Linked DNA regions of Mus musculus: regions 1, 2, 3, 5, 6 and 7 are each linked to region 4. Evidence: chromatin contacts called from public HiCAR-type and promoter capture Hi-C data. All regions are on one chromosome and are shown on one strand. The core of a region is the stretch at or near the end of the contact, and the rest is flanking DNA. Distances in the headings are between cores, read along the strand shown. Region 1 holds the start of Kcng4 (potassium voltage-gated channel, subfamily G, member 4). Region 2 holds the start of Taf1c (TATA-box binding protein associated factor, RNA polymerase I, C). Region 3 holds the start of Wfdc1 (WAP four-disulfide core domain 1). Region 4 holds the start of Mphosph6 (M phase phosphoprotein 6). Region 5 holds the start of Mlycd (malonyl-CoA decarboxylase). Region 6 holds the start of Hsdl1 (hydroxysteroid dehydrogenase like 1). Region 7 holds the start of Meak7 (MTOR associated protein, eak-7 homolog).

Region 1 (3,067 bases), core at 244-2,743, 1.8 Mb after region 4:
ACCATCATAACGGTCACTTCTAGAAGCTCTAAGGCACCCAGTTCCTTTAAGGGGCCCAGGCCAACCATCCCATAAGGCAGACAGGCACGGTTCACCTTCGCAGATGAGGGGACTGACTGACACCTAGTGTCCCCTACTGTCAAACGCTTAGGAGGTAGGGATCATGACAGCTTTGCAAGGCACCTGACTCTCAGGAGCTCCCCAAGAAAGCTTCACCCTGATCTTCTGTCACCCTTGCTGTGTGACCTTGAAGTAGTCACTCCCCACTCTGAGCTGTATACTCTTTTATTTGCATCGTGAAGAGGTTTCTAATGCTGTCTGTATTGCAAACCCATTTAGGGGCTTCGCTTAGGACAAGCAGGTTTTATTTTAGCTTGCTCACATAATTTTAAAAGTATTTATGACCTGTCTCATCATCCGTGTGGTGTGACCATTTCTTATGCTACCTGTTCCAGCCAGAGCTGTCTCCAGGCACCTATAACCTTACATTGAGAGAGGCATTCCAATCAGGAGCCAATGGAAACGAAAGTGCCTTTCTACTCCAGAGCCGGCCGGGATTCTGCGGACAGCCAGCGAGGAGTGAGTGGGGGTGGCTGTGTTTCACACTCGCCCTGCAGAGCACTCCGCTATTCTGCATGCATTACTTGGTTCACAGCACACAGCCAGCGGCAGGAGGAGCGCAGCCTGCAGAGACAGGAAATCCAGGGTGTTCTTGCCAACCTTTCTCAATTTCCAGTGTAAAAACCAAGACCCAGAGTGCTGAAAGGGACTCATCCAAGGTCACTCAGCAAATCCAAACTCAACCCAGGACACAGCTTCCTGGCTAGGGGTTCTCTCCAGCGCTGGAATCTTGTCCCCCTCTCCTTCCACTGAACAGATCTGATTTTGTGGTCTTTGTTCCCCCTCCAACAGCTGGCCAGCAAAACTCCCTTAGAGCCCGGGGAAGTAATTCATTCCAAATATCCCTTCTGCCAAGCTGTTCCACTCAGCCAGCTCTAGAACATCCCCCCCCAGAACGAGCAACTTCCTCCCAAGTTCAACTCACCGCTTGTTTTAGGAAGTGTGTTCCCAGCTGGTTCTCTGCCGGGCATGGGGAGCCCATGTCTCACTGACCAGGAAAAGACAGGGTTGTGACAGAGAGGTAGGGGGAAATGAGAAGAACCCCCGCCCCCCAAAAAACAAAACAAAACACAAATCAAAACCAGCTCTCAACATAGCAGTCCTGGCAGAGGGTCAGCATCCAATTCTTCTCCCACTTCCTCTACAGAGCAGAAGTTTATTCAGTCTGACTCCGCAGAAGAGCAGAGGCGCAAGGTGGCTCTCTAGAAGGGCTCTGAAGTCCTCCCTCCTCCTGGAAGCCGAAGGTCCGGATGCTGCAGGGAGCTGGGCCAGCTGTCCTGCCTCAGCATTGGACTTGGTGCTCCAAGTCCCACGGGGACAGCCAGCATGGTCCTGCCTGAGATGGGGGTGGGGGTGCTGCCAGGAAGGGCTTAGGATTAATCTCTCCATCAGCCAGGCAGCAGGCGGGGAGCAGAGGCTCTGCCAGCCACCAGGAAGGCAAGGAGAATGTCTGTCCTTCTCCTCTCTGAGGAGGAGCCGAGCTCAGGAGGAGCTGGAGCAGCTGGGGACCTGGCGATTGCAACCTCATGGTCCACTCAGTAAGGGCTGTGGGGAGGCTTGCAGGCTGGGACAGACCGACCCAGTCTCAGAGCCTAGGGTAGGTATTGGGGAGATGGCATAAGGGGCTGAGATTGGGGCCAGATCCCAGTGTCCAAGTGAATGTCCTTAGGCAGGTGGCTTTGTGCCGTTGTACTCAGTCTCCTTATCTGTAAAATGTCTATGAGTGGCAGCAGGCTTTCAGGATATGAAATCCAAGCCTTGAGCTTCTCCTGGGAGCTTGGCCCTGGGTGTAGGTGTAGGTGTAGGTGGGGAGAGGGAGATGCTGCAAGCCAGCTTCTTGCTGTGTGTGCTTGGTGAGTCACTCCACCTCTCTGGGCCTCAGTTTTCTCACTGGTCAGATGAGGACAGTGGGAACCATAAAGGCTGAAATTGCAAAAGCCTGTTAATGTAGGGCTGCCTATCCCTAGGTCCTTCATTTCCTTAAAAGGTTTTTGCAGCCAAGTGACCTTCACAACTCCATTCGGCCTCTGAGATCCCTAGAGGCTTGTTCAAGGTCATCGTCCTAATTGGCAGCTGGAGCTAGGTTAGGGCTGTCACTGATGGGGGGGGGGGGCGTCCAGGAGCAAGGGGATCAGAGCCTGGCTGTCCTCAGCTCTCTGGAAGGAGTAACAGAGAGTACCTGTGGCCTCGAAGAGGGGCGGAGGAGTGCAGGCAAGAAGGAGAGGCTGGCAGGGGGCAGGGGTTCTCAAAGGGTATTATGGGAACCCCAGGGTTCCACAGAAATTCCAAGAACTGGAGACAGGGCCTGTTTTCTCTGCCTTCCCACAGCCCCTCCCTGCTGCCTGTACCACAGTCACTGCTGCTGAGGCCCAAGGCAGAGAGAGGTCTGGCATCTTTGTGAGGGGTGCCGAGGCTCTGCCCTTTCTCTGACTCTCCCATTCTCTTAGCTCCAATAAGCCAGGCTCCAGAACTCTCTCCCTCCGGACAGGGCTCTCTGTTCTCTATCTCCTTTAGTTCTGTCTCAGTCAGAGTTTCTATTGCCGTGATGAAGCACGGTGATCCAAAGCAACTTGGGAAGGAAAGGGTTTATTTAGCTTCCGTAGCCAAGTCACTACCCACTGAAGGAAGCCAAGGCGAGAACCTGGAGGCAGGAACCAGGGCCGAGGCCTTGGATGAGTGCTGTTTATTGCTTCATTCCTCGTGACTTGCTCAGCCTGGGACTTTCCTGTGGAACCCAGGATACATCCCAGTTTGTATCTCTGTCCACAGTGGGCTGGGCCCTCCCCCATCAATGATGGATCAAGAAAATTCCCTACAGGGTTGCTTATGGCTTAACCTTACAGAGTCATTTTTCTCAAATGAAGTTCCCTCCTCTCAGAGGACTCTAACTTGTATCAAGTCGACATGAAACGGCCAGCATGAATCTCTTAGGTTAGCCACCCTCTCC
Region 2 (3,016 bases), core at 383-2,882, 1.8 Mb after region 4:
CCTGAAGCATGAGGCTGCCGCCCTAGGTGACAGAAGCAACAAACAGGCATGGACTTGAACCCAGGCAACCGACTCCAGAGTCTGAACTGAATTCTAAACTTCATTCACAGCAGCTTTCAAAGGAAGCGCCTAAGTCATGACTGCCTACCCACAACCCAATGAGCTCCAACTTCCTCAGCTATCTCCTCTGAGTCCTGCCATTCAGTGGGCACCCTTGTCCCAAGGACCAAGAACTCCCCTCCCCCAACACCCTCTCTTTGACATGCTCTCCTCAATGTACTCAATACAAGGCTGCTAGAGATGGACCTCCCAAGAGCAGAAATCCTGCCCCTGGCATTCCACTAATTCAGGCAAGTCAAGGCCACACTATAAAAGGTCTGCCCGTTGGTGTACAGTCTCTCACCATAACTGGAAGTCCCTTAGGTGGGGTTGCCTGACTTCCTCATGCTGGGCTCCTGGGCCTGTAAGGACCCCAACACATAAACACCTGCTGAACCCAGGGAGAGGGAGCGAGGAAAGAGGAGCCACAGCCTCTGTTGAGAGACACTGTCTGGACAGCAGGGCAACCGGTGCGCAGCTCAAGTAGCAGCTGCCTAGACCTCTTTTCCCAATAAGTGAGCAAGGAGGAGGAACAGACCAAGGAAAGGACCCTATTTCCATCCTCACCTTGCAGTTCTGTGGCTGGGACCCTGGCAGGGTCAGTGCATCTCTCCAGCTGCACATGAAGGACAGGTCAGGGCCATCAGTCATGCCAAGTGGACCGGCCTTAAACAATGAAGGGCGCAGGGTGCCAGGGAAGTCCATCCTGGAGAGAATGTATCTAACGTTACACACGCCTTCATTAGGAGTCTCAACAGTGCACCAGGGTTCTCAGAACACAGTAGGGGAGACCACTACAAGGTAGCAGATAAAGACCAGACTATGCCTAATGCCAGCGCGTCAGCAGGGCTGCCCAAGGACTGCTCACTCTCTTGAGGGCAGCCAGACAGATATCTCTGCTCACACCTTGGAAGAGGGGCTGGGGAGAAAGTGATCGCAAAAGGCCTCGTGGCAGGTAAAGTGCCAAAGAGATAAGCAACCACAGAATATACAAAGGGGAGAGTGTGGAGGACCAAGTGATGCCGATGAAGGCTGAGCGTTCATCAACGCGCTGCGCATGACAGTAGCAGGCTGACTTTCTTCCACCCCTCTGTGGACATGGGCTGCGTACTATTCCTGCTTCCCCACTGCCAAACACAGGCTTCTCCGAAAATGCCCGTGGGCTGAATAAATGCAGGAACTCTTTAGAAGCAGTAACTGTCAAGTCAGCCCTCATTTTTAGTAAAAATTAAATCTAACATCCGCAATAAGAGCACCAGCAGAGCACTAGTACCCGCTGGACAAGACGTGAAGGCGCTGAATTTAGAGTCTGAACTGAAAACCGGTGTGTAGTAACCACAAGTGTTCCCGGACCGCCCTCCCTCGTGGCCAGCATCTAGGACGAGCCTCAGCGCTGTAATCGACCAGTCTCTATAGCCACGTGGTCTGCCACGTGCTCTCAGCATTCCCGCAACAGCCTCACCTGACCCCGGGGCCGCAAAGGAGCCAGAGTGCCGAACCTCAACGCCGCCACCCACAACTGTTGGAGCAGACTAAACTGTTTTCCGGATCAGGCCGGAAGTTCGCCCGAGAAACAGGAAGTCCCGCCCCCAGATCATCTAACCGAGTCCTCCAGCGCCACCTGCAGAGCTGAGGGCCAATATGCATGGTCGTGGCGCCTAAGCTATGAAATTTCCATCCTATTTCACAAAAGTGTTGAGAAGCTTGAATTGATCCTCTCAACGAACAAGTGAGCACCTCCGATGAGCCACGCACTGTATTTATTACCCACAAGTCCTAGAATCCGCTTCATAGACACCTCTGGGTGCATGTGTGGCTTTAACAGGGGCCAGGAGGGAATATTAGCTTGTCATTCTCAAGCTAATATTCCTTGTGTGTGCACCTGCGAGTTTTGGGGGATCTGTTCAAACTCGCTCGCATGCAGCGAGTCCTGGGCTCTGCCTGTAAGTTGCCTTGGTCCTGACACTATCGCGTAAAACTTAGGACGCGTGGCTCTGCTGACCACTTGCTTTCCATCGCCTGGAGGCTAAGAATATCTTCAGATAGAATCGAGACAAGGAACAGATTCTCCTGCGTCACTGCAACCTACCTACATGACATTCCCGCCAATGTGTTTGACGACTTCTTTGGGTTTGACTTTCCTTTGTCCTGTAATTATCAGAACTTCATAAATCGGTCTTCATGGTGGAGCAAGTTATTCAGGGAGAAAAATCTGTGTTCCTGAGTTTATTAAGGGATCTCTAAAGGAACAGAACTGATTGAATGAGTATGGAATAGAGGAGATTTTATTAGACCGGCTTACAGGCTGTGATCTGCGTAGTTCAATAATAGCTGTCTTATGACAGAAATGGCAAGGAGAATTTGGTACTGTTCCGTCCACGAGGCTGGTTGTCTCAGCAGTTCTGATCTGGTGCTGTAGTCCTGGGCCATTCCTAAAGAGCCGCCGAGCTTCAGTCTCTGTTGGAATCCTAAAGAAATTGATTTGAATACTGAAAGGAAAACTTCAGCAATGCCATAAAATAAATGGTTTTGCCGGTGAGGGTGAGGTCCAGCAGGCACAAATCATGGTTTCTTTTTCCATTTCTTTTATCTGGGCTGCCACCAGAAGGTGATTTAGGATGGCTCTTCCTCCTTCAAATAATCTGATTAAGAAAATCCCTCACAGGGCTGGAGAGATGGCTCAGCGGTTAAGAGCACTGACAGCTCTTCCCAAAGTCCTGAGTTCAAATTCCAGCAACCACATGGTGGCTCACAACCATCTGTAATGGGGTTTGATGCCCTCTACTGGTGCCTCTGAAGACAGCTACAGTGTACTTGCATATAATAAATAAATAAATAATTTTTTTTAAACTTCCTCACAAGTGTGCCCAGCAGTTTGGGTCCCAGTTAATTTCAAATATTCAGTTGACCACCAAAA
Region 3 (3,248 bases), core at 628-3,127, 1.9 Mb after region 4:
ATGTCCTAGTAGCCGTGTGACCAAACAAGGAAATGCGGGGAGAGGATGTCAGATACCCTCATGGTTCCGTTTGATCCAGGAGCAGTTTTCAATGCATGCACGGTCAGATGTCAAGGACACACCCCTGCTTTCTACCAATTTTGAGAGTTCTTTGGGGTCACTGTGGGAGTTGAAGTGATTGGCTTGGTTGGTGAAACACTTCCCACGCAGGCAGAGACCTGAGCCTGATTCCCCAGGACACACACAAAAAGGCAGGTGTGGGAGTGTGTGTCTGTAACCCCAGCTCTGAGGAGACCAAGACAGAAGGGTCCCTCATGTTCACTGGCCGGCCAGCCCAGCCATCTTAGAGAAGTCTCAGCCAGTGAGAAAGTATCTGAGGAAACCAAAGAGAATGGTCGGTGCCTGAGGAATGTGAGGGAGGTTGACCTCTGACCTCCACCAACGCATGTGTGTGTTCTGTACATGATGTCTGCTTTACACGTAAACAGTCCTCACTCAGAGCTGCTACATGGCGCATGTTTAGTGATCCTATGACTACGTGTTAGATGCCACAAGTACCAAAATGTAGGACGGGGACCCCAGATGATCCTACATCAGGCACAACATGGTCAACTGTATTCACCTACTGCGCATGAGCACAGTCTTATGAATCTGTGACTCCAGGGATGGAGCATGGCGGGGGGGGGGGTGCTACAAGAACAAGAACAATCCACCAGGTAGAGCAGACTGTCTAGTTCAGAAGAGGAGGGGTGGGAGGCAGGGGTGGGGCTCAGCGCTCCAATCAGTACAGATGCACCCAATGGTGGCCACCACATGAGAGCCTCTATCAGGAGCCATACTGGGAAAGCAGTCCCGGCAGAAATCCAAGGCCGTGCTAGGGCCCTGCCAGGCAGAAGAGCCTTCCTGGTGGGGAACTAGGAGACCTGGTGCAGTGAAGGCAGAGGGAGGTCAGAAGGGCTTCACAGACCATCAGCCCAGCTCAGGCAGAAGCCAGGCCACCCACGGAGAGACCCAGGAACTGGGCCAAGAGCCTGCTGTCCAAGAATGTAATGTAGGCACATGTGGAGACGAGCATGGGGGCTGGGAACTGCTGTCAGAGCCCCAGGACCCGGGTGCTCCTGGTGGTGGGTGGGAAGACAGACCTACCTTCCTGGGTGCCCATTCTGCCCGTGCCACCCAGCCTCACAGGGTGTGCCTCGGAGCCCCCTCGGCAAATACCACTGGGGCTGCAGGGAAAGCCAATCCCACCTTCTCCAGTGGAGCCGTTCATACCATCCTCTGGGCCTGAGCTAGCTGCTCCACCTCACACTGTTGTCTGATGTGAGAGCAAGCGTGAAACCTCTTTCCATCTCTGTGTCCCCCTTTAAGAAAAATGGGGATCCACACAGCAGCCACCTCTGCATGCTGTTGGGGACAACCTGTTGGGGACAGGCAAGGTGCTTGGTTCCCGCAGCAACCCTCAGTGCAGAGGATGCTTTCCTGTGCAATGCCACTCTCCCCCAGAGTCACATCAAAGCAGGGACTCAGAGACAAGGGAGGGGTCTGCTTCCCCACACCAGGGCCACAGGCTCCTGCGGCCCCCTGTCCCCTCCCTATAGCACCCCCAAACCCAGTTCCTGGGGCAGACAGTCACAGGCAGCGCTGAGAGCAGCACAGCCCATCCTAACTGGAGGCCGAGGAGGCCGCCACAGCAGCTCAATAGTTACAGGGGAGTGGCAGGTCCCTCCCGGCCACGTCTTGGCTGGTGCCCCTTCCTCCCTCTGCCCGGCATCTGAGCTGCCCAGCTTACAGTCACTCTAGTCACTGGAGCCACAGGGTGGACTAAAAATAACCTGGAGAACCAACCACTACCCAGGGCACAGGTGCTGGCTGAGGGCACAAGATCCCAGGGACCCTGTGTGGAGGACCAAGGCTGCAGCAGGCAAAGTTCTGTTGCTCTCTCAGGCCCCACCCAGGCTATGGTCCCTCCTCCCTCTTAACCCCTCTTGCCTCCTCTCCCCGGCCTGCGGAGGAGGTCACTCGTGCAGAAGGAAACCCTGCCACCAGCCTCGGGATGGGTAACTGCGGCAGAAAAGTCCTTCGGGCTCTGAGTTTCCTGTTGCTACTGGGCTCCAGTTCTGCCCAGGGCACTTGGGAGGCAATGCTGCCGGCCAGGCTGGCCGAGAAGTCCCGAGTAAGTGCCAGGAGGGGTGGAGGGGCCTCTGTGATGGGAGGTGGCCCAGGGGACAGAAGTCCCTAGATGCTGTCTATGGTTTCTTATCGTGGTGGGAATCTCCTGTATTGGAGCTGTAGCGGGTGGTGGGCAGACAAGGCTCTGCCTTCCTGAGAGCCCATTGCTGCCAGCAGGGAGGCAAGAAACAGGTCCACCCCCCATGTGGAGATCTTGCCTTTGAAGCTTAAGGGAAAGCATCTCTGCTTCTTCCTGGAAAGCAGAGTCTAATGAAAGGGTCTGAGGGCACAGACGTGAGCATTTGGTCCCCTCCAGTGTCTGAAGCCTGGCCACAGTGCCTCATTCGGGCAAGAGACACTTAGTGGGAAGCAGGCTGGGCAAAAATCTATATGACCCCCTGCAGGTACAGGATGAGGAGACCCGCTCTCCCCCTCGAGGGTGAGTCAGGCTGCCTGGGGACAAATGACATCGATACCTAGGAAGGTTCTGAGCAGAATGTCAACGGGGGGAGGGGGGGCAGGCACAGTGGGACCCTATGGCTGAGTCCTAAGTTGGGCTTGTCTTTGGCTGTGTGACTTCAAGCAAGTTGTCTGACCTCTCTGGACACCAACAATGTGCTCTGTGGAAGACAGAGTGATGCATTCCTCTCAGTAAATATGTGGGGGGGGGGGGAGTTGATGTGGTGTGTGACACGCATGTGTATGTGTTTACAGATGTGTGCAGTGCTTATGTGGGCACATACTCGTGTGTGCTTGGGCCTGTGGAGGCTGGCAATTGGTATCAGCCATCTACCTTGTTCATTTGATTTCCTTTACTGACAGACGGTCTCCCACTGAACTCAGAGTTCCCTAGGGCTAGTCTACCTGGACAGCTTGGCCCGGGCATCCCACCTCCCTCCCGAGCCCGTGGGCCACAAGTGGCTGCCACTTCTGCCAGCTTTTACATCCATTCTGGGTATTGGAACTTGAGCCTCAGACCTACTCAGAGGGCATATTATCCACTGGGGGACATCTCCCCCATCCCTGGTGTTGGTGTTTTGATGACACTGTCCTGGATGGGAGACTTGTCTGCCGGTTCC
Region 4 (3,087 bases), core at 376-2,875:
ATGACCAGTCTTTTCAGCTGTTACTTCTGTCTCAGATACCTCAGGTGTCAGAGATGACAACTGTAACTCCTTCAAATGTTACTATGTGAATTAAGTGGTTCAGTATATACACGGAGAACAATGCCGGAATATTGGGAGGACCGTGAATACGTTCTATTAGTATTATTTAAGCTTCAAGAGTTAGCTTTTCCCTGTCTTAACTCCTGTGTTCATCCGCTTTTAACCCCTTTTAAATTGTGGTTAAGCTGCTTCTGTTTTAATGATGTCTGAGACAGGGTCTCATATCCAGCTCAGGCTGGCCACAAATTAAGCTCCTGCCTCCACCTCCCAAGTGCTGGGATTACAAATGTGTGCCATCAAAGCCACTTCAGCTGGCTCAACTTCAAATTTAAAAATCATGGGCTGGGGAAGTTGGCTCAGTGGCTAAGAGCACCCTTGACTCTTGCCTAAGTCCTGGTACTCATACCTGCTGACTTAAAACTCCAGTTTCAGGGGCTCCAACACTCTCTTCTGGCCTTCGCAGGCACCTGAACACACATGGTATATATACAGCTATGCATGCACACACACAAAGGGAAACTCATTTTGTTTAAAAGTTAGTGGAGAACTCATTTCACCCCACTAACATTTTCTCCATTCCCACCACGAAGACAACCTTCACCCAGAACACAGGAACTTTTTTAGCTCATCCTTTTGGCTGTGAGCTTTCACGTTGTTGGGCTGGGCCTTTCTGATTAACCATCATCCACAGTTCAGTTAAAGTGGCCTTAAAAAAACAATAACTAGCCAGGCGTGGTGGCGCACGCCTTTAATCCCAGCACTTGGGAGAGGCAGAGGCAGGCAAATTTCTGAGTTCGAGGCCAGCCTGGTCTACAGAGTGAGTTCCAGGACAGCCAGGGCTACACAGAGAAACCCTGTCTCGACCCCCCCCCCCCCCAACAAACAAACAAACAAACAAAAAGCAATTAACTCAGAAAACAGTTTCCTCCTGCTCATGAGGCAACAGGAACAAAACTTCAGCCTGGCTTACAATTCCTTGGATGTGTGACCACTAAGATTTCCAGCCTCATTTTATGCTCCTTGTCTTTCAGACGTCCGAGCTACCTTTAGTTCTTTGCAACGTCCCTGATTTTCTCCTTCTTAGCTTCTGGACTCACTTTCCCTCAGTTTAGGACACTACCTGCCATCCCTCACGTTGTTCCTCCTTAGGGACCACTTCTCGCGAGAAGTCTAACTTCCCAGGCGGCCCAGACACTAAAGCCACCACAGCACTCAACTCTGCAGGCTCTGATGAACGTTGTGCAGGCTCCCTCCCCACATCAGGCTAAGCAAAATCTCACCCCTGGTGCCCAAAGGCCCGCAGGCTGAGCGAATGAATGGGGTGCGCTGGCCGCGGCCATCCCGAGCCAGTCTGCCCATCGCTTCGGCCCGAGTCCCACTACGGAACATCTCGGAGCTCAGCAGCCTCCCCGCCCGACAACCCAGCATTCCCGACCTCAGCACCTTCATGCGCAGCAGGTTCTTGGATAACTTAGTCTTGCGCTCCGACGCCATGTTGGACGCACTTGCAGAGGCTTTCCCGCCGCACTGCGCTTGCGCACGGTCAAGAGCGGAGCTAGATAAGACGACGCTCTAGACCCGCCCGGGCCACGTCGCTTACAGGCGTGGCAGAGCTTTAGCTCCGCCCCCGCGCCGTTGCCACGCCCCCGATTAGGCACACCCATCGCGCTGCCCCGCCCTAGTGCTCGGAGCTGCTTCTGGCTTCTCCAGCTCCCGGAGCGCGTCTCTCCGCAAAGAGCTGTGGTAAGAGCTCGGGCCACCGCGGGGCGACTGCGATTCAGGGTCCCAGGGCTAAACTCAGGAAAGGCGGATTAAGGGGAGGACGCTGGAGCTGTAGGCGGGGCCTCCACGACACCCGAGGACTCCCTAACGACCCGGTCTGGAAGTTCCTTGCTGAGGTCCTAGCTGAGGCCGCTGAGGTTGCTGCCAGAGTTTAAAAGTTTTAAAAATACGAATGGTGGCTTTCTATGAAGCGTGTTTTCTAGAACTCTCAGTAGCCCTGAGCCGCTGGTGTCGCTATGCTCTGTCCCAGAGTGAAGGAGGTGGTCACAAACCCAGGCTGCGTGATAGCTGTAGGGCTGCACACAAACCGTGGAAGACTGATGAATATGCATACACCTGTTCGCTGTGCATCTTGGAGCCTGAAGGATTTCCTTCTGGAATGGGAAGAATGGCAGGAACTAGCAAGAGCTGTACGCAAGGCGACAACTTGTGAAGGGGCCAGGGGTGGTTTAATGGGTGAAAACACTTGCTGCCAAGCCCGAGGAGGACATGAGTTTGATCCCCGGGACCCCCGTGATGGAAGGGCAGAATGGACTTCCACAAGTTGTGGTGCCGTACCTCGTAAGTATACGGAAGGACACATCACTGGCATGTAATAAGCAACCCGCTGGAGAAGTGGTAAAGTCGAGATTCATAAAGCATTCCGGATATTAAACGCCCTGCAGGTTTTCTCAGTGGAGTAAATAAAGACATAATGTGTTAAGTGGTTACAGAAACACATTTACTCATAACTGTCAGTGAGACATGGGTGAGCACCAAGGGGCTAAAGACACATTCCCACCCTTTCCTGGAGCTACATTAGAAAGCAGTAAATACCGTGGAAGGAAGAAAATGGCTGCAGCCAGTGACTTTTAGGGTCACTTTAAATTTAATCCAGGGTGGCCCTCTTCAGATCAAAGTGGGAAGGCTTGAAAGTCAAGAAAATATCGTTATATGAAGCCTTGGTGGTAGAATGTACCAAAAATAAAAAATAAAATAAATAAAAATCCTGCTATCTTGTTACCGGACTAACCATATATGGCAGACTTATGTCTCCTTCCATTCAAATACTGAAGTCCTGACCCCCATTATTTCAAAATGTGACTGTGTTTGGAGACAGGGCTTTTCAAGAGACAACCTTTAGGACGAACCCACATCCAGTGTGGCTGGTAGCCTTTCTTCCCCTGTGCTGTAGACGAAACCTACAGCCACACACTAAGCTTACCACTTAGCTAAATCTTCAGCCTCCTGTCATAAGATGAAAAC
Region 5 (2,951 bases), core at 178-2,677, 1.6 Mb after region 4:
TATAGTCTTGGTAGACAGCAAAGCCAAACTGGATCCTACCACATGGGTCAGAAAGAGAGTCACAGACTCGAGTTAGGATAAAGTGACTTTCCCCCTAGCTGGAAGGCACGTGGTCCATCTTAAGTTCTTATCAAAGAGCCAGGTACAGGTTGGAGCCTGGATCCGGTTGTAAGGTCCCAGACGTCATTCTTGGGATTTGGTCTATCGATAGTTTGAAGAGAAACCATGCACCAAAAAATGAACTGTGGTTTCTCTAGGACAGTCACAACAGTCTGGATCCAAGATGACTGTCATCATATCAAGCTGAATCCATACAGAGCCTACTCTACCAGTCTGATTCCTTTTTGCAGTTATTTTAATGTGACTCCCTCCCTCAGATGGTAAACTGAAGGAGAATGAGCAGGGCTATTTCAAATGCAAGCCTAGGGTGGGCCTGGAACTCACCAAACAATTGAAAATCATTTCACTGAAAGAATGAATGAATGAATGAATGAATGAGGCCCAGCAAGGAAGCTGGTAGGGAAGAGATTCTTCCTATACCCATTTCCGGCATGACCAGACGGAAGCTCTAGGATGCAGCAGGAGGCATGGGCTGGGTCTCCAGCAGTTCTGTCTGGGTGGGATTCTTGACATGAGCCAGAGAGTACCTAGGGAGGGTCTGTTGGGAGAGACCCTGTTCTACTGTCCGCGGGTCGGGACAGGGTCAAAATGTCAAGTCAGAGAATTACTCTGAGAATTACATGCTTGGTGTGTACATGTGCATATACATTTCCTTGTACACACGTGTGGGGGTGCACGTATGTACATGTGTGGTTCTGGAAGCCAGAAGACACCTCGAGTGATGGCGCTACCCGCATACTTTTTGTTTGGTTGGTTTGGAGATAGGGTCTCTGGCTGACCTAGACTTACCTTGTTATCTGGACTGGCTGGCTCTTGTCCACCTCCCTGAGCTAGGACTACAAGCGTTTTCCCATGGGTTCTGGATATGAACTCAAGTTCTCAATCACTTTATCAAATGAGCCATCCCCATTCCTAGGAGACCTAGTCCAGCATGCAACCTTAAATTTCTCAGCTCCTCACCTACGCTAGATCCGAACCCTAGCACAGGAGGCTGCGTGCATAGCACGGTCCCGGGAAGAGCTGAGATGTCAAGCTCTCAGATCAAGAGAAGCGCGTGCGTAGTGGGGAAAGGGACTGAGGCGGTGACTCTCAGAACAGGTGTAAGGATGCAAGCCAAGAGGGCGAGTCAGGTGCCCCGGGGCTACCGGGTTCCGGGGACCTTTGGCTGCACTTGGCCTCCGGCCTGAGAAAGCCACCTCGCCCCTCCCCCGCCGTTCTACCCCCCGATTGGCCAATGTCTCCGTCCGCCGTCCGGCCTCGGCCAATGGGGCCGGCGAGAAACCGGAAGCCGGAGCCGGAAGCGAGGCAGAGGCCCGCTCTCCAGTGGCGTCTCCCGCTAGCAGCTGTCGCGGAGCTGTCATGCGAGGCCTCGGGCCAGGCTTGAGGGCTCGGCGCCTGCTCCCACTGCGGTCCCCGCCGCGGCCTCCGGGGCCCCGGGGACGTCGGCTGTGCGGCGGGCTCGCGGCCAGCGCCATGGACGAGCTGCTGCGGCGAGCCGTGCCCCCGACGCCGGCCTACGAGCTGCGCGAGAAGACGCCGGCGCCCGCCGAGGGCCAGTGCGCCGACTTCGTGAGCTTCTACGGCGGCCTGGCCGAGGCGTCCCAGCGCGCCGAGCTGCTCGGCCGCCTGGCTCAGGGCTTCGGCGTGGACCACGGCCAGGTGGCCGAGCAGAGCGCCGGGGTGCTGCAGCTGCGCCAGCAGGCGCGCGAGGCGGCCGTGCTGCTGCAGGCGGAGGACCGGTTGCGCTACGCGCTCGTGCCGCGGTATCGCGGCCTCTTCCATCACATCAGCAAGCTGGACGGCGGCGTGCGCTTCTTGGTGCAGCTGCGGGCCGATCTGCTGGAGGCGCAGGCCCTCAAGCTGGTGGAGGGGCCGCACGTCCGGGTAAGGCCCCGCCCGGGCCACCGCGACCCCGGGGCCGCCGCCCCCCGCCACCGCCCCGGGGCCCTGCCCACTTCCCACTCCCCACTCCCCAGACCCTTACCCATGCCCCTGCAGCCACCTCGCCGGCCTCAGATACCACGGTGCTTACTGCGTGGTTCGTAGCACTATCCTCGGGGGTCACTGTCGGGTGTGACACCCATTGCGCTTACTCCAAAATAGCTCTAGTTTTAACTGCGCTGTTCTTGAACAAGGATGGAACACGGCTTTGGGCAAAGTTTGGGCACCTCCCACGAACGTCCATCACCCTAACAGGTTACACGAAATGCACAAACATGGCCAAAAGTCAAGGTCACCACCGCCTGGGTCTCTAAAGCCTCCAGTCCTCTTTCTGCAATCTGACTTTGGACAAGAGATTTGATTCCAAACCCCCAGCCCCAGACGCAGTGATCCTAAGTTGACTTTTTAGTACCTGTGCTAGTCAGCAGCTTACCCAGCGATATCATGTAGCGTACAGATAACGGAGGTGTATATAGCTGAGACCCAAAGGATTGTCTAGCATAGCTGCCAGCCATTAATATTCAATAAAGAGGAGCATTGACCCTGAGTTCATACACAATGATATCACCATTTCAGAAGTCCCCAGTGTTCAAAGCCTCATCTGCTTTTTTCCTGACCTGCTTGAAACAGGCATGGCCATTTTTACTTCCATTCTGTCCTTTCGGTTGACACCTATCTCCTTTAGAGTGAAGGACATGACACGCTGAGGTGATGAGCTGTCCAAGACTTCAGATATACATCCCCTGATCCAGGCTCCTTTGCACTGCTATGTGCAGGTTTACAGACTTCTCATTTTGATTGCTTAACCCTTGGTGTAGTTAAGGGATTAATATGAGTCAGGGTCTCTCACTGAGACTTGAGACTCACCAGTTAGATTAGGTAAACTGCTC
Region 6 (3,269 bases), core at 319-2,818, 1.8 Mb after region 4:
AAAAGACCATTCAGCATACGGTCACATGTATAAAGCGTGTTTGCAATAAGGAAATCCAGAGACACAGAAAACACAAGGGGCAAGATGAGCCCAAACTGCAGCCCATGAGGTGGAATCCCTTTTTGTGGTTGTGGAAATTATCTGGAAATAGGGCGGTGAAACCTACCTAACTACAAAGTTCTGAATTGTACATTTCAAAATGGCTAAAATGATGGATCTCGTTACATGAATTTTGCCTCAATTAAAAAAATATGCACTGGGGACTGGTTAGATGGCTCAGCAGATTGTTTTTGCTGTGCAAGCTTAAGGACCTGAGCTGAGGTCCCCAGCAGTATCTAAGAGTGGGTATGTAAGCAGAACCAATTTGTAATTTCAGTATTGGGAAGAAAGGAGCAGACGAGAGGACCCTGGGGGCCAGTCAGTCAGTCAAACATAAAGAAAACTCTTGAGTTCTGTGAGAGACGTTTTCTCGAAAAATAAGGTTGCAAGTGACAGACACTGACCCGTAGCCTCCACACCCACACATAAATAAACAACACTCCCCCCGCCCCAACACACACACACACCCTCCACTGATAAAGTAACGTTGGACATGGCGCGTCTGTAATATTTTAGCAATGACTAGGGTCACTCTGAAAAAGCCATCCCACCCTTGGGAATGAAGTTACAACACCACCACCTGTAAAAAGCGGCTAACGCTTCTCCCCTACAACGAGAATTCGATGAGGTGACGCATAAAAAGCATTTGCAACAGTGCCTTCCCGCCACCCCTCAATAAACCGGAGCCACTAGGCAGGATCATCGCTCAGGGTTCGATGCTAGCGACCCCTATTCGTACTGACCCGAGTTTATGAAGAAGCTAAGAGCGCTGTCCCCGCGGCTTCACTTTATCCCCTTCCTCAATCGCACCCGGGTGTACTACACAAGAGGAAGGAAACGGACGCAACGACATCCCAGGATCTCAGCGAAGGCTCGGCCCAGAGCCCTGGCAGGTGGTCGTTGAGACTCCCCGTGGGAACCCGAACCCGCTGCGGTCACCGCCCAGGGGTGCGGCTGAGTCCTGGTAGCAGAACAGGGACTCCCTGCTAGTGTCCCATCCCTCCCCAGTGGCGCCGGGCACGGCCCAGCGACTCTGCAAAACCCACCGGGCTCTGCAGAAGCTGCGCGCTTTCTTCAGCAGCGCGGCCATTCTGCATCAGTCCTGAGACTTAGAACCTACTTAGACCTAGCGACCAGGAATAAAGGAGGATAAAGAGACACCGACAAAAGGGCCGTCCCGGGGCGTGTCGCCTGTGCGAGCCTCCTGCCGAGGACCAGGCCCGGGACACCTGCTCAGGGAGCTGAGCGGCTGCCTAGAGCGCGGAACCAGAGTTCCCCGCTACGGGGCGCGGCGGGGGGGAGGGCGTTCCCGAGGGTCGGGGTCCAGGGGGCGTGGCCAGGGACGGAAGCGGGGCGCGAGGGGCGTGAGGGGCGCGGGCGCAATACCTGCAGCGAGAGGCGCGGTCTCCGAAGCCCGTCCCGCCCGCTGCCCGCGCGGCCGCCGCCCCGGGACACCACCGCAGGTCCGCTACCCACGTGATCCGCGCACGCGCCCGGGTGCAGTTTCCCCCGTGGCCCCCCCTCGGCTAGGCCCGCCCTCGGCGGCGTAACTGACTGCGCGTGCGCACTGGTTGCCGCGGCGACCGGGAAAGCGTTGGACAGCCAACGACGCGGACCGTAGAGTATTAGGGCTGAGTGGTCGGGCCAGGAGTGAGCATGCACCCCGAAGTCTCTGAGCCGCCGGTGGACAGCGTGGCGGAGCCCAGTCTGGAGGAGTCGGCAGGCGATCACGGCGACGCGGGGCCAGGGATCCGTAAAGAAGGTGCCTTAGCGCTGGGAAGCCAAAGGGGCGAGGGCTCGTGTCCCTCACACATGCCCATTTCACTCAGCTGGGGACAACCAGCACCCCTCACACATACCCATCCATACAGCTACAAGAACAGCACCTTTATTGATATGATCAATCCAGTACATATAGAAGACCCATTATTTATTCCATGATAATTTATTAGATACCTTCCTGTGGCTGGGAATTGTTTGCAATGAGTGTAAGACACAGTTCCCAAACAGTGTTCAGCGTCATTCAACAAACCACAAGTACAGAGAGTTCATCAGCTCTTGACGTTACATTTATCTAAGGCTTCTAGAGGCGCCTTGCAGGGTAAAAGTGCTTGCAACACAATCCTCCAGACCTGAGTTTGAATCTCAGAAGTACATACATGCAGAGGTTAAGATCAACCATGTGATTGCTGGGACTTGAACTCTCGGAACCTTCTGTAGAGCAGTCAGTACTCTTACCCGCTGAGCCATCTCTCCAGGCCCTGGAAAATGTCTTTCATATTTAATAGTGTGCACAGGGTTCTAACATCCAAGGAGAGACCAGCCCAGAACAAAGCTTGCTTCTTTTACACAGGTTTGAGCGATCAAACTGATCACACCCTGTTCTTGTGTGTGCTTTTATCAGTGAGTTGTTTTTATGTTGCCGCCCCTAAGTTACACTTTGAGCAATTAAACACGTTTACAGGAGTGGGAACTGTAGGTGCTCACACCTGGCAAAAGGGGTAGGGGGGAGATTTACACAGCAAACTGCATCACAGTTATCTCTGAACCAAAGTGGGGAGAGACAGAGCTCTTGCCCTGTCCCAGAGCTGCCCTTCTGCTGTCCCTGGTAAGAGAAATGGGCTTGCGGGCTGGAAAGTTGGCTCAGCGGTTAAGAACACTGACTGCTCTTCCAAACGTCCTGAGTTCAATTCCCTGCAACCACGTGGTGGTTCACAACTATAATAGGATCCATGGCCTCTTCTGGTGGGTCTGAAGACAGATACAATGTACTCATATAAATAAAATAAATCTTTTTAGAAAGAGAGAGGGGGGGGGCTTGATGAACTTCTGTTCTGTTGAGCAGATTTTAACAGAAACATCTAAACTAGAATTAGATTTAAGTACAACTCTACTTATCTTGCTGTTTTCTGAGGGTCTGGTTTCTGACGTGTGTGGGTGCCCAAGGAGGCCAGAATAGGGCATCAGATCGACTGGCAGTGGCATTACAGGCACTTGTGAGCTGCCTTGTAGGTGCTGAGAACTAAATTCTCTGTTTTCTGGGAGAGTAACAAGCACTGTTAGTGACTAAGCCATCCATCTCCCCATCACCCTGTATAGCAATTTGACAGTAGCTTTCTTAGTGACTTTGTAAATGTCAGCTTTAGGCTATTCCTCTATAAAAACTGCAC
Region 7 (2,960 bases), core at 245-2,744, 2.0 Mb after region 4:
GAGGAAGGCAGGGGGAGGGGAAGGGCAGGTTTGGAGCCCACAGCTCAGGGAGGACTGGGGAGAGACCTTGAGAATATGGCTCTTCACCCTGTACCAGCCCAGCCGCTACAGCTGGAAGGCCGCCTGTCTCCACACAGCTGCAGCAAGAATGATTCTCGGGGGGGCCCATGCTCTCCCTTTAGGCTGCAAGCTCTGTCATGGGGCCAGCAATCTGTCAGCTTCCCGGAGAAAGGTCTTGCATGTGTCAGGGGCAGGTTCTGTCCTCCATGGGGACACCTTGGTCCATGGGGTAGCTTTCCCCTGGCAACTATGTCCACCTTTCTTAGGTGAAGACATCTTTCAGTGACTGTAAGGTCACTTGTAGCAGTGAGTATCAGCCTTGTGACCCAAAAGAGACACTTGCCAAGGATCAAAGCCATTTTTCTTATCAGAAAGCGGGGGTGGGGGGGTGGGGGGGATGTGGAGAGACCCTTTAAAGGTCACCCACAGCCCTGACCATTCTCCACACAGGGCCTATGAGCTCTACAGTCTCAATCCATACACAGGTGGCCATTCCAGACAGTTTTTGTATAACAATGGGCTTTCCCACCTGGGCACAATCAAGGGGAAGCCTTTGCCCGACCAGATCCAAGTCTCCTGAACCCACCAGTGAGCTTCCTTGAACATTCCAGTCTCCGCAACAGTCTATCCTCAACACTCTACTGCCCCTAATAGCTAAACACGTCCTTCCTCCTCCCCCCAACCAGGTGATCCATTTCGGGAGGGGGCCCTCTCCCCAACAGTGAAGTCCCATCACCAAGTCACTAACCCATGGTCTTAAAAGGAGTTTAGCTTGCCGTGCTTTAATAAGCTTGGGTGAATCGTTTAACATCGCCACCTGGTTCTGCTTTCCAGAAACCAAAGACAAACACAGATGGACCCTGGAGAATAAAAAGGGCTCCTTGTGTCACGAAGAATGTGGCGAGCCAGCTCTTTGCAGCCCCAAGCTCCTGGTGGCAGGCTGGAGTGTGCCTCGGACAATTTCCCATGGGGCCTCCAAGAGATCGTGACACACTGTCTGGTTCCTGGGGTCAACACCCCATCAGAACAGCCACACCAAGCCCATGTCCAAGTCCTGGAGCCTACTGGGTCTGCAGCTGGCAGCCCTCCATCTGTCCCAGCCCCCCTCAGGAGTGCAGGCCAGGGCACCTTCCTCGCCTCCCCCTAAATTGGTTTTGAGCTTGCCTCTGAAGGAACTCTATTGGGTTCGTCTCGGAAAACAAGGCAGGCCCACGGATCCCTTCAGAGCCCAGCTTCACCCCATCCCAGGCACTCTCTGCTTCTCTGACAGTAGCCTGAGACAGTAGCTTCCTTGGGGGCTGCTCAGGCCACCCCGAAGGTCTTCCTTCCTTCCTTGAGCTATGCCCAGCCTCGCCCGGGCTCCCTCCCTCCGGCTCACCAGCCTTGGTCTACAGGGACCGAGCTCCTTCCGGTACGTCCTGGGCAGCAAGGTTGCCCGGGTCGCCCAGCCCTTTCCCTAGCAACGGCGCTGACGGACGGTCATGAGCACCAATTGGAAAAGGGCTACTGAGAGGTGGAGCCCGAGTCAGATCTTAACCAATGGGATTGTAGTTCACGGGGAGTGGGCGGAGCCTGGGATCGAAGAACTGAGCCTGTAACAGCGGAACACTTGGGGATGGTTGACAGTTGCTCAGGTTCTGCAAAGGCTGAAGGAGAACTTGGGCTTTAGGAGGTGCTAGGAAGCTGCTGAAGGGCTGGAAGCGGATCAGGGGGTTTAAATGCAGGGAGCGGATAGAAGGGAGCAATGTGGGAGGCTGGGAACAGGGGCACTGTGAACAGAAGGCCTGAGCTGGGACTCGCCCCCCAGAACTAGGGTGGAAAATCTGACCTCCTTACCTCCTGAAGTCCATTGCGTTAGCCAATAGAGCACTTGACACACAGAAGCAGATGCCGGCCGGTCTTGTCCCCAGGAGTGGGATAGCTTGCTATCAGCCCTACCGGGCCTTTTCTGGTGTCGGAGACAGACACAACAGAGGTAGGTCCCAGAATTCTCAGCAGAGACGAACCCACTGTCGCTGCCTGCAAACCCCACCGTCCGAGTGGCACAGAGGAACTCCTCCCAACCCCCCAAAGTAACAGAAGCTGCTGTCTGAAATTGTAGCTGGAAAAATGACACCAGAGGCCGGAGAGGTGGCAGAGTCCTTAAGAACACTTGCTGCTCTAACAGAGGACACAGGTGAACCCACACTTCAGCTCAGGCCTGCTTGTAACTCCAGTTCCAGGGGATCCGACGCCCTCTTCTGGCCTCCAGAGACATTGCACACACGGTGCACATAAAGCAAAACACCACACATTATTATTAGTATTATTAGTATTATTATTTAATTATTGTGACACCAGCCCGGCTGAGTGTAGTGGCATACACCTGTAATCTCAGCACTTCAAGAGGCTTAGACAGGGGCATTGCTGCAAGTTTGTGGCCAGCCTGGTCTACACAGTGAGTTCCAGGCCAGCCTGGGATACAGAGAGTGGAAGTTTTGAAAAGGCGAGTAGAAGAGAGACAGCAAAAGAAAACGGGCAGCTAGCTCCCCCTAGTGGATTGAAGTCACATGTCCACCAGAAGCCATCTGCCTTTCGCTCAGCCAAGCTCCACCTAGCGTTTGTTCCCAACATTCCACGGCCATCTTAACACCAAGACACCTTGAATTGACTTGATCCCCCACCACCACCCTCCTATGAGCCCCTAGGAAAACGACCAGTCAGTGGGCAGAGCCTCGAGCTGAAGTTGGGCTACAAGGGCCATCATGGAGGAGTGAGGCTGAGGCAGCCAGGACAGCCTTTGAGTCCTCCAGGGCATCATGGGTCACCAGTCTGTGACATATGAAAATGTGTCAGGCTCCTTTCCTCCCCTTAGTGCCTACTCCTTCATTCAGTTCCCACCTGGCATGTATAAACTAAGG

The links. Promoter capture Hi-C pulls out the DNA fragments that hold promoters and counts their contacts. HiCAR-type assays count read pairs that join an accessible place to other places.
Region 1: a contact with region 4 is called in a promoter capture Hi-C map of hippocampal neurons, with 10 times the contacts expected there. The contact joins the promoter of Kcng4 here to the promoter of Mphosph6 in region 4. A contact is called at or near these places in 1 of 39 promoter capture datasets (hippocampal neurons), 1 of 115 datasets of contacts at active chromatin or transcription factors (astrocytes) and 1 of 9 other capture datasets (embryonic stem cells).
Region 2: a contact with region 4 is called in a promoter capture Hi-C map of hippocampal neurons, with 8 times the contacts expected there. The contact joins the promoter of Taf1c here to the promoter of Mphosph6 in region 4. A contact is called at or near these places in 3 of 39 promoter capture datasets (embryonic stem cells, hippocampal neurons and liver) and 1 of 115 datasets of contacts at active chromatin or transcription factors (astrocytes).
Region 3: a contact with region 4 is called in a promoter capture Hi-C map of hippocampal neurons, with 4 times the contacts expected there. The contact joins the promoter of Wfdc1 here to the promoter of Mphosph6 in region 4.
Region 5: a contact with region 4 is called in a HiCAR-type map of astrocytes, with 9 times the contacts expected there. The contact joins the promoter of Mlycd here to the promoter of Mphosph6 in region 4. A contact is called at or near these places in 6 of 39 promoter capture datasets (the 3T3-L1 cell line, the C10 cell line, embryonic stem cells and 3 more), 2 of 484 Hi-C or Micro-C datasets (B cells and the G1E-ER4 cell line), 3 of 115 datasets of contacts at active chromatin or transcription factors (astrocytes, extraembryonic endoderm stem cells and stem cell-derived neural progenitor cells) and 1 of 9 other capture datasets (embryonic stem cells).
Region 6: a promoter capture Hi-C map of hippocampal neurons shows a contact between it and region 4, with 5 times the contacts expected there. The contact joins the promoter of Hsdl1 here to the promoter of Mphosph6 in region 4. A contact is called at or near these places in 5 of 39 promoter capture datasets (the C10 cell line, embryonic stem cells, hippocampal neurons and 2 more) and 1 of 9 other capture datasets (embryonic stem cells).
Region 7: a HiCAR-type map of astrocytes shows a contact between it and region 4, with 2.3 times the contacts expected there. The contact joins the promoter of Meak7 here to the promoter of Mphosph6 in region 4. A contact is called at or near these places in 1 of 39 promoter capture datasets (embryonic stem cells) and 1 of 115 datasets of contacts at active chromatin or transcription factors (astrocytes).

What each region holds. Positions count from the first base shown.
Region 1 is chr8:119,634,187-119,637,253 of GRCm38.p6, forward strand. Kcng4 (potassium voltage-gated channel, subfamily G, member 4) reads right to left here and starts at 1,494. Exons shown (of 3, transcript NM_025734.2): 1 at 1,046-1,494. Gm46054 (a long non-coding RNA gene) reads left to right here and starts at 1,442. Exons shown (of 4, transcript XR_001778667.2): 1 at 1,442-1,717.
Region 2 is chr8:119,603,574-119,606,589 of GRCm38.p6, forward strand. It overlaps Taf1c (TATA-box binding protein associated factor, RNA polymerase I, C), which reads right to left and starts at 1,633. Exons shown (of 15, transcript NM_021441.3): 1 at 1,562-1,633; 2 at 667-805. The coding sequence starts at 804.
Region 3 is chr8:119,664,488-119,667,735 of GRCm38.p6, forward strand. It overlaps Wfdc1 (WAP four-disulfide core domain 1), which reads left to right and starts at 1,878. Exons shown (of 7, transcript NM_023395.2): 1 at 1,878-2,173. The coding sequence starts at 2,054. The region is part of intron 1 of Gm32352 (a long non-coding RNA gene); the gene reads right to left.
Region 4 is chr8:117,800,349-117,803,435 of GRCm38.p6, forward strand. It overlaps Mphosph6 (M phase phosphoprotein 6), which reads right to left and starts at 1,626. Exons shown (of 5, transcript NM_026758.4): 1 at 1,504-1,626. The coding sequence starts at 1,554.
Region 5 is chr8:119,393,467-119,396,417 of GRCm38.p6, forward strand. Mlycd (malonyl-CoA decarboxylase) reads left to right here and starts at 1,428. Exons shown (of 5, transcript NM_019966.3): 1 at 1,428-2,004. The coding sequence starts at 1,480.
Region 6 is chr8:119,573,607-119,576,875 of GRCm38.p6, forward strand. Hsdl1 (hydroxysteroid dehydrogenase like 1) reads right to left here and starts at 1,569. Exons shown (of 5, transcript NM_175185.5): 1 at 1,486-1,569. It overlaps Dnaaf1 (dynein, axonemal assembly factor 1), which reads left to right and starts at 1,629. Exons shown (of 12, transcript NM_026648.4): 1 at 1,629-1,861. The coding sequence starts at 1,756.
Region 7 is chr8:119,776,922-119,779,881 of GRCm38.p6, forward strand. It overlaps Meak7 (MTOR associated protein, eak-7 homolog), which reads right to left and starts at 1,495. Exons shown (of 8, transcript NM_028883.2): 1 at 1,439-1,495.